2 separate regions of the Zea mays genome follow, and region 1 is linked to region 2. Evidence: chromatin contacts called from public Hi-C data. All regions are on one chromosome and are shown on one strand. Each heading gives the region's core, a stretch centred on a gene start, on an enhancer-like site or on the middle of the called end of the contact. The rest is flanking DNA. Distances are from core to core; before and after follow the strand shown. Region 1 holds the start of LOC100273924 (Histone acetyltransferase HAC1). Region 2 holds the start of LOC100274126.

What was found. Hi-C and Micro-C count contacts between places; a contact is called where the count stands out from the background.
Region 1: a contact with region 2 is called in a Hi-C map of ear, with 2.5 times the contacts expected there. The contact joins the promoter of LOC100273924 here to the promoter of LOC100274126 in region 2. A contact is called at or near these places in 6 of 25 Hi-C or Micro-C datasets (ear, leaf and leaf mesophyll).

Annotation. Positions count from the first base shown.
Region 1 is chr5:79,290,060-79,294,433 of Zm-B73-REFERENCE-NAM-5.0, forward strand. LOC100273924 (Histone acetyltransferase HAC1) reads left to right here and starts at 2,994. Exons shown (of 18, transcript NM_001360492.1): 1 at 2,994-3,343; 2 at 3,448-3,692; 3 at 4,059-4,164; 4 at 4,302-4,374. The coding sequence starts at 3,490.
Region 2 is chr5:79,042,254-79,046,872 of Zm-B73-REFERENCE-NAM-5.0, forward strand. LOC100274126 reads left to right here and starts at 2,313. Exons shown (of 6, transcript NM_001148504.2): 1 at 2,313-2,471; 2 at 2,666-3,352; 3 at 4,369-4,595. The coding sequence starts at 2,696.

The DNA of each region.
Region 1 (4,374 bases), core at 1,744-4,243, 250 kb after region 2:
TTTCAGGTTTTGCCTATTCACCCCCTCTAGGCGACTTTCAGTGTCCATCATGTGAAGAACCCTCCCAACCAGGTAGCAAATATATAAACTGCATATCTGGTGCACAAACCTCTAATACATTTGTCATAGTGTATACCTTTCTAGACCTATACCTCCCCTTGAACCTAGTTGGCACGATAACCTTCACATGTGTTCTATCCAATGGGCCCAAATAATTCTTAAAATGCTTCCACCTAAAATCTATGTAATCCTCGGGTATTGGTTTAGCCTTAATGTTGCTACAATCTCAAGTATAAATATACTCCTAGTGCCCTTCAAACCAGCCACATCTCTAAGCATCTCACATAATACATCAAACTTTCTCCTATACATGTGAAGCTTGCTTATACAAGGAATATCACTCTCGCGAATAGGTGCGATTCCAGCGCCACTTTTACCATGGTGCACACCAAGTATACACAAGATCTTAGAAATACATGGTCAAAAATGTTTTTGTAGTGGAAAAAATATTACTTTGCACTGGTGCCAATGCACCAGGCAAACTAAACATGGTGTCACCCCTACTCACAAATAAGATGGTATAGACGTCCGCTTCTAAGTTCTGCGACTCTTCCTAATTTTCAACACTTCCGCTTATACAAGATGAGTAGTAGTACCCAAATGTAATATAAAAATGAAATAAGACGTCATATTTTAGAACAATTTTTCACCTTCGTGTTTGGGTACTTAAAGGAAGACAAAATATTTGTTGTACAAAGATAGCATAGGGTTTATTTAATGACGAGAACCACACATATGTGAATTAATAAGAAAAAACTTCTATGCTAGCAGGATAGTTTAAAAGAAGGGCAATATTCACTAATGAGTGAATATGCATTGTGACCAAGACATGCAAGTAGGAGCAGGTAGCAACACTAAATTTAAGCTAGCAATTCCTCCTTATTTTTAAGGTAGTATGGATTTCTAAAACACCAATGATGGCACCACCATACATACTAATTGCAAAAAAAACTCTTCTTTTGTCTAGAGACATAGGGAAAACAACGAATTGCAAAGTTGTCGAAGCACATTTTCTAGCCACCGTATCCATTAGTTGGCCCAGGAAAATGTTTGCATGCTCTACTATCGGAGTTAGTCAGGAAAAATATATGTGTTTAGGACCAACAAAAGTTGTCCTTGATATATGAGATGAGAGCATACAATAATAATTTCCTATAATGAGAAGTTATCTCCAAACACTCAACAACAACTTGATTGGGCCTGAAAGCCTTGGTTGTTGTAACAAGCATAGTAGTGATTTAATTTGATGGTCATCTTATCTCATGAGAAAGTAACCCGGACTCACAAATAGAGCGCTCAAGGGCATATGCACGATCACACTGATTGACAAATGCATGTAACAAGAGCAAGTACCATACAAAATTAAATTCGTATATCGATCTACAAGCAACACCAATCATAGATAAGTAGACACCTACTATTATTGAAGACTTAAAAGCCCAGTGACCATTTGTTGTCCAATAGAGAAGATGTTGAAAGTAACCTGAGTTGGTGTGGGAAGAAGCGATGGCCAGTGCTTGTGTTCCTTCTCGGGTCTTTCTCCTTGCTTTCCCTTTCCTCCAATAGATCTTACCGCACCCATCTCCTCCTAGAGATCACCTACTATATCCTTCACTTTCTTCCCTTCCCCTAGCATAGATATTCTATTCACAGATCTTGTGGTGCCACCACAATAGTGATTAATGTTTGGGAAAAATGGGCTGGATATGGAGAAAGAGATGAGCGAGGATGAGGGTGCCTTACCCACGATAAGTGTCGCGACAGATCTTATGATACCATTGAGGTAGCAAGAGGTTGCTCCATGACCGACACCCCTAGTGGTCAGCGAAGCTACCATGGTCGATGGACCCCTTCGTCTTCTCTCCCCTGGTAGAATAGCCGATCTATTAATCCTCCTCAGCCTTGCCCATTGGCCTTCGCTAATAACCAAATCAAGAACAAAGGTGCACATTAGGGTTTGACTAGAGTAAGATTAGAGAAGTATTGGGTGATGGAGGAGGATAGAGTAGTCCACACCGACGAAGTGGAACATGGGTGGTTGGGTAGCATCATTGATTAGACCTTGCAGCTTGGCGTCCAAGACCTCGATGCCCGCGAGGAAAGCAACTCGCGAAGTCGCGTGAGAGGAGCGCTACATGATGTGTCATGCTAGATGGGAGCGATAATGAGATCACGTGGCCTGAACCCTAAACCATAAATGCCTAAACCCTATAATTCAACATGGGCCGGTCGAACCAAACATGCAACAACGATAACATGTGACACTATAAATGGATCACGGGACAAAAACGTCCAACCAAACAGCTTCTTAGCTGAAATTTACTGAGACTAAAGGCACACAAAACTTTGTAACTCAAACATCAACGATTAATAAAGCGAAAATAAGCTATCCTACACAAACACGGCTTGAAACAGTATCTTACATTACACATGGTGGTGTGCCCAGAGCTGGTTATGGCTAACCACAACCGAAGTAGCAGCAGTGACGATCTCTTTCCTACAAAAAGATGGTATTTGTCCACCCAGGACCATCGCCTGCATTTTCGCTGCAGTGGTATAAAGCGATTCGGCTGACGTATCTGCTGCATCTCCTCAGCTGAGACACCCTGAACGCGACGAGCGACGACCGCGCACGTGTGTAATGTAATGTAATGAAACGAAACCCAGCAGCGAGTCCGGAGTCCGGACTGCTGTTCGTCTGCTGCGCTTGCCATTTTTGCACCCAATCATTTACCCCCCGCGGCCGCGCTGCACCAGAGCCTAGAGCCGCCACTCCCCGGGCCCACCCGCAGCGACCGAACCCGCGCAGATCCGCGATTGGTCGACGTCTCCTCCTCCTTCCCGTTCCCCTCCCCCTCCCCCTCCCCCCCTCCCCGCGTCGCTCGCAGCAGCCCCGCCCCGACAAATCCCCCATTCCCAAATCCCCCCTGCCCCCCGCCGAAATCAACGCCGCCGGCTCCGCATCCTCGACCCGCTCCCGCCTCCGTTCGGCTGCCGTACGGAATCTCAGGTACCCCGTCGCCGAGGCCGCCCCCTGTCTCTCGCGGCCCCGCCGGGATTCTAGGGTTTCGGTCGGGCCGGCCCAAGGGAGTCTGCAAACAGCGCGGGTCAGGCTCCCCCGCGCCGATCGCCGCGAGCTGCCCCCGCGCGGGCGGCCGTGGGCACCGCTTCCACTCGCTAGCCTTCCTGGTACATGCGGCCGCTGCCACACTGGTGCTCCTGCTCAATCGGGAAGCCCCGCGCCTCGGATTCCGTGCAGGGTAGACAATTTCCTGCTACCGCGGTGCGTGCTGCCACAAAGCTTGCTCCTTTCATGTCTGTTTGCTTCTCTTCCTGCTTCCACGTGTGGCTTCACTCTCTTAGCTCACATGTGTGCCCTGCTTCCAGCTGCTGCGTGTGGGATGACCTGAGCCTCCGCCTGCCGCCAAGATGAATGTGGGGCAGGCTGCCCACCTGTCCGGGCAGATGTCTGGGCAGACAGCGCAGATGAATCAGGTCCCTGCCACCGGTGTCGGCATTGGCGTTGGCACTGCCGATGGGCTACCGCAGCACCAGCCAATGCAGGAGATGGCGGCGTTCTCGGGAACGGACCAGCAGTTTGTCATGTTTCGGACCACAATGCGCGAAAAGATGTATGCTTTTTACTACTGCTGACTTGAACTAAGTAGTCCATTCGTAGTCATGTATTTATTGCACTGAGTTAGTAAGCCTCAGCTAGCGGAATGGCCGCATATGTCCTGATACCAACTGGAAGATCCAAATTATCTACATGCCCGACAAAAATATTACCTTATCGAACTTCATGCTTACATAAATTTATCTCCTTGTCATAATTACGAATGCGACAATGGATGCATTACTTATGTTGTTAGCTTTACTTAAACCTTCCGAGACTTACTGATTTTCCTTCCTATAAGCGAGCAAAATTTAGGTTAGTGACGGATTTTTTCTTCGACCCGATAGAAGGTATATGACAGCCTTTAGTACTATTCTTGCAGATTTAACTATATAGGAAGGAAACAGTCATCGGCTGAGTGGCGGAAGCGGTTGCCAGAACTGGCAAAGCGACTTGAGGAGATCTTGTACAGAAAATTCCCAAACAAGGTATCGCTATCGCATTCCCTTCATCGTTTGCAAGGCTTTGTTGGTGTACTAGAGATCAAGTATATTTTTGGGGAGCAAAAATAAAATCTTGCTGCTTCATCACCATTTTATTTTTGGTTCCTGTATTGTTTGAGCAGACTGACTACTACAATATGATGAAGGGACCAGTTGAGCCGCAATTGCAGTTTGCTATTAAGACCTTGAGCGCTC
Region 2 (4,619 bases), core at 1,063-3,562:
CGCGGACGGTCCGCGGCCTGGGGCCGGACGGTCCGCGACCTGGCGCAGGGGCTAGGGTTTCCTGCCTGACGGCCGGACGGTCCGCGCCCTGGGGCCGGACGGTCCGCGCGTGCGCAGGGGCGGCGGAAGATCGTCGGCGGCGCCTGGATCTCGCTCCCGGGAGGGACCCCGTCGGGGAGGAGAGATCCTAGGGGTTGTCTAGGCTCGGGCCGGCCGACCTAGACTCTTCTAATCGGCGTAGAGTCGAAGAGAGGCGAAGAATTTGGGGATCGAGAGGTTAAACCTAAACTAGACTAGAACTACTCCTAGGATAAAATGCGAAATAGAAGTTGTATTGATTCGATTGATGATTACAAATCGGCCGTATACCTCTCTATTTATAGAGGAGGGAGGCTGGACCCTTTACAAACTAATTCCCGAGCTTATCCCATGATTTTAGCTAACAACCGTAGCACAAAACTCGGAACCCTAATCTGCTCTGCGCACGCGCGGACCGTCCGGCCCACAGGCGCGGACCGTCCGGACCGCGGACCGTCCGGCCTCAGGGCCAGACAGTCCGCCGGCTCATTTTGGTGTCAAACAAGAGCGGCTCTGTTTTTTGTTTGGTTGCAGAGTGAACTGGAACGGAGCGGCTCTGTTCTTTGTTTGGTTGCAGAGGGAGGCGTGCGAGCTACTGCGCACAGATAGGAGAGCGAGCTGTGGGAGCGGACTGGGAACGGAGCGGCTCCGTCCCATTGATTTTTTGGAGTAGAATGGTTCCGGATCTGAGGAGAATATTCCCTAATTGGAACCACTCCGTTCTAGTTACTTTGTAACCAAACAACAACAAAACTGGAACAGAACGACTTCGTTCTACTTAGCTCTTCAACCAAACACTATCATAATTCCTCCAGTGGCCCGCCAGGCAACCAGTGTCTGCTCATCTCCCTAGCTAATCATCAGCAAAGTGATGTATGCACATGAGTCGTCGGATGTTTATCCCTTCTTCATATCCCACACTTAGAAGTGGCACGCAGAATAAGAATTTATGTGGTCAAAAAAGCCATATGATTAAAATTACGGCATTTAAGAACCTTGATGTCGTATAAAGGGGTGAATAAACGATTAGCAATGTTTAACTCTATTGAACTCAACTTACTTAATATGACTAGCGAATAGACAATTAACATTTTTTACCACGTGACAAAATCAATCAAGACCATAAAAAACTCATGCTGCATAGAATTAAAGCTTCATATCAATACACAATACATGTTCAAAGAAAAAAACTTATAAATAAAAGAAGCAAACATATACTGATCGAATCGAAGTTGTGTGTATCTTTAGAATGTCTATCTTCTCGAAGGCCATGGGTGCGGGGGAAGGGCTAGGTCAGGCGGCATCTCTGGCTAAGAGCTAGTGCTAGTTAGCTCGCGAAACTCATCGGTCGCTAGAGTCGCATCGTTGCGACGAGCGAGATTGAGCTTGTCGGACGGGCCGATATTGCGATGACGACAAGCAAGACGAGGGCAGGAAGGAGTCGGGGCTAGGCAGTGTCGCGTCTCAGTAAGGGGGGAAGAGAGCGATGTCTGGGACAGGGTATCGAAGCGGACTAGCTAGGACGACGTTGAGAAAAATGAACCTAGACAGATATATGCAAGAAATGGGGCAATGAGAAGGCCGGAAGTAGGAGGATTGGACCCATCGGACCAAGAGACCTAGAACGATGTTTTAGTTCACCAAAAATTTCAAAATTTTCTATACTTAACATTAGATATAAGAGGTTTTAATGATCGAATGAGATCATGACCTACTTTACCCCTATGGGTCCGCCCTGCTTAAAAATTACGTATGTTGTAAACATAGAAATATTTTAGAAAATAGTTTAAGAAAATAGGTAGAATTGTACTATGGTAAATCTGATAGATAGAATTTAATGTTAATATGTTAGCACTTAATTCTTTTACATTATATATATACTACCGATATTTGATATGGAATTTATGACTTAAACTAACGTTAAATTGCCAAAATTTCAAGAACACCACCTACTAATTTAGTGCCACCAACGACCCTTTGCATTTTCCGGCACAGATTTTTTTGATATGAAAACGTAGTCGAAACAAAAAAAAAACATTGTGAAAACGAAAAAAAATCCACGGTCTTATTCGTCGTAGTGAGTGTGAGTCTCGACTCTCGAGTTACTTCTACGCATCTCCAAGCCGCAAACGGACAAAACCAAAGCAATCCGTGCACACCGAACTCCTCTCCTCCACTCGCCTCTTCCACGCCACGCGGATGGCGTGCGCGCACGCAAGGTCCAAAGAAGCAGGCCATCCGGGACGGCGCGAGCGCGTCCTGCGTTCCATTCCACCCTCCTCCGTCTCCGATCCTCGCCTTCAACTCCACTCCCTCGCTCTCTCGGGCCTTCTTCCCTAGCGGCGACGACGGGGTGATCACTGATTCACTGCCGCCCGCGCCAGGTCGGCCAGGTATGCGCGCTCGTTCCCTTGATCCCTTCCCTTCCTTCTTCTAGCTTCGATTTTTGGCCAAAAAAATATCTGGTATATATGTCTTACCGCGCCTGCTTTATAGCTGTATGATACAAATTGCCATATGACGAACGGTCGGATTATTGGTTCCACTTCGGTCTGGCGAAGTCATTTACTTCCCTTTTTGTCTGCAGAACTAGTGGGCGCCAAACATCATAGCGATCATGGAGGTGGTCTCTTGCAGCCACTCCTGCTCGGCATTACATCAAACACCAGCAAGCACATGGAGGCTTCGGGGCAGTGCTCTTGGCCTTGGTCTTGGGCATGCCAGGCCTTCCCGGACCAGAAGATACACAGTTGCGTGTGTAGGAACCACGAGTGGAGCTTCGAATCCGGGTGGTTCCGGCAAGGTCCATGCAGCCCAGGGATTCCATGTAAGCGACGTGGATGCAGCCCTGCAGGGCATTCCTTCCATGAAAGCCGGGGAGGCCGAGAGGGTGATGATTCAAGGCCTTCCGGAAGGCCCTGACAGCTCCCCGATCAGTACTGGGTTCTGGGAGTGGAAGCCGAAGCTGACTGTGTACTACGAGAGGTCCGGCATGAAGAACAGCAAGGCACCTGCGGTGCTCTTCCTGCCGGGGTTCGGAGTCGGGACGTTCCATTTCGAGAAGCAGCTGAGGGATCTTGGTCGCGATCATCGGGTGTGGACGATGGATTTTCTCGGGCAGGGGATGTCGCTGCCTGGTGAAGATCCTGCTCCTAGTAGCATAGCGAGCGAAGATGCGTTTTGGGGCTTTGGACAAGATTCGCAGCCTTGGGCAGAGGAGCTGGTGTATTCTGTGGATTTATGGCAAAACCAAGTTCAGCATTTCATTGAGGAGGTACTCCTTGAATTAGTTACTGTGTCTTGCAATGTTTGTTTTGACTAAATTGGCATCGGTGTTTAGTTTGCAAATCTTGCCTTTTGGAAACTCCTCATAGGCTTGTTACTATTTTTTTCTTTATTCATAAATATCTGAAACTGGAACATTGTTTTTTCCTCGAACGTGCAGAAAAGCTGCGCATCGTTATATTAAGAGAAGAAAAATTACAAAATGGACTAAATTACAAAGCCCAAAGGGTAGAAAAACTGGATCCAAAGACCACCAGCCAAACACTAATGTTCCATCCTCTTCCTATGCTGAAATAATAAAGAAGATGCAGAAGCAAAAGAGCAGGCAAACCTAATTTGCCTAAACGCTAAGCACTGTGATTTTCCCTGACCATATTAAAGGCAGGCAGCAGCAAGGCCAAGACTCTCTAGATGCTTAGCACCAGCCCTACCCCAACACATCAACTCATCCAAAGACATACTTTGGACTGTGCTCATGGAAGGACTCACTCCATCAAATACAGCCCTGTTACGATGAAGCCATAAGCACCAAGCCCTCAAAATGATGACGCTGTTAAAACCTTTTCTCATGTTCTTGTGCGCCTTTCTATGCGCTTTTCCCCACCACACAACATAAGAGATATCATCACTAGTAGGAGTGAGATCATCAAGCCTCAAGGGCGATAGAACACCATGCCAAACTGGAACATTGTTTGAATGCCTTCATTTTTGTGTTGACAACTGCTCGAAACCGACACTGATGAGTGATGACCAACATAAACTATGCATATTTTACTGCTAGAAATGTAGTAATCGTCATATTTATGTTTGTTCTGTACTTCTGTTTAAAATTGCACACATAAGGTTTAAATCTGTTTATTGTAACCATCGTATATGGATGGCTTAGCTATCTATGCCTTTATACTACAGAAGCTAATAAAGGTTCACTGATACATATGATCATATAATTTCACCATGAGATTTATACAACATATTTCGTAAGCTAAGATTATAGTTCATTTCCAGGTTATCCGTGAACCAGTTTATATTGTGGGGAACTCTCTTGGAGGTTTTGTTGCTCTGTATTTTGCTGCATCCAGTCCACACCTTGTAAAAGGTGTCACACTGCTTAATGCAACACCGTTTTGGGGATTCTTTCCCAACCCTGCTACATCTCCCCGATTGTCAAAGATTTTCCCATGGGCTGGGACATTTCCGCTTCCATCATTTGTGAGGAAAATTACTGAAGCAGTGTAAGTGTTGTTTATTATTTTTGG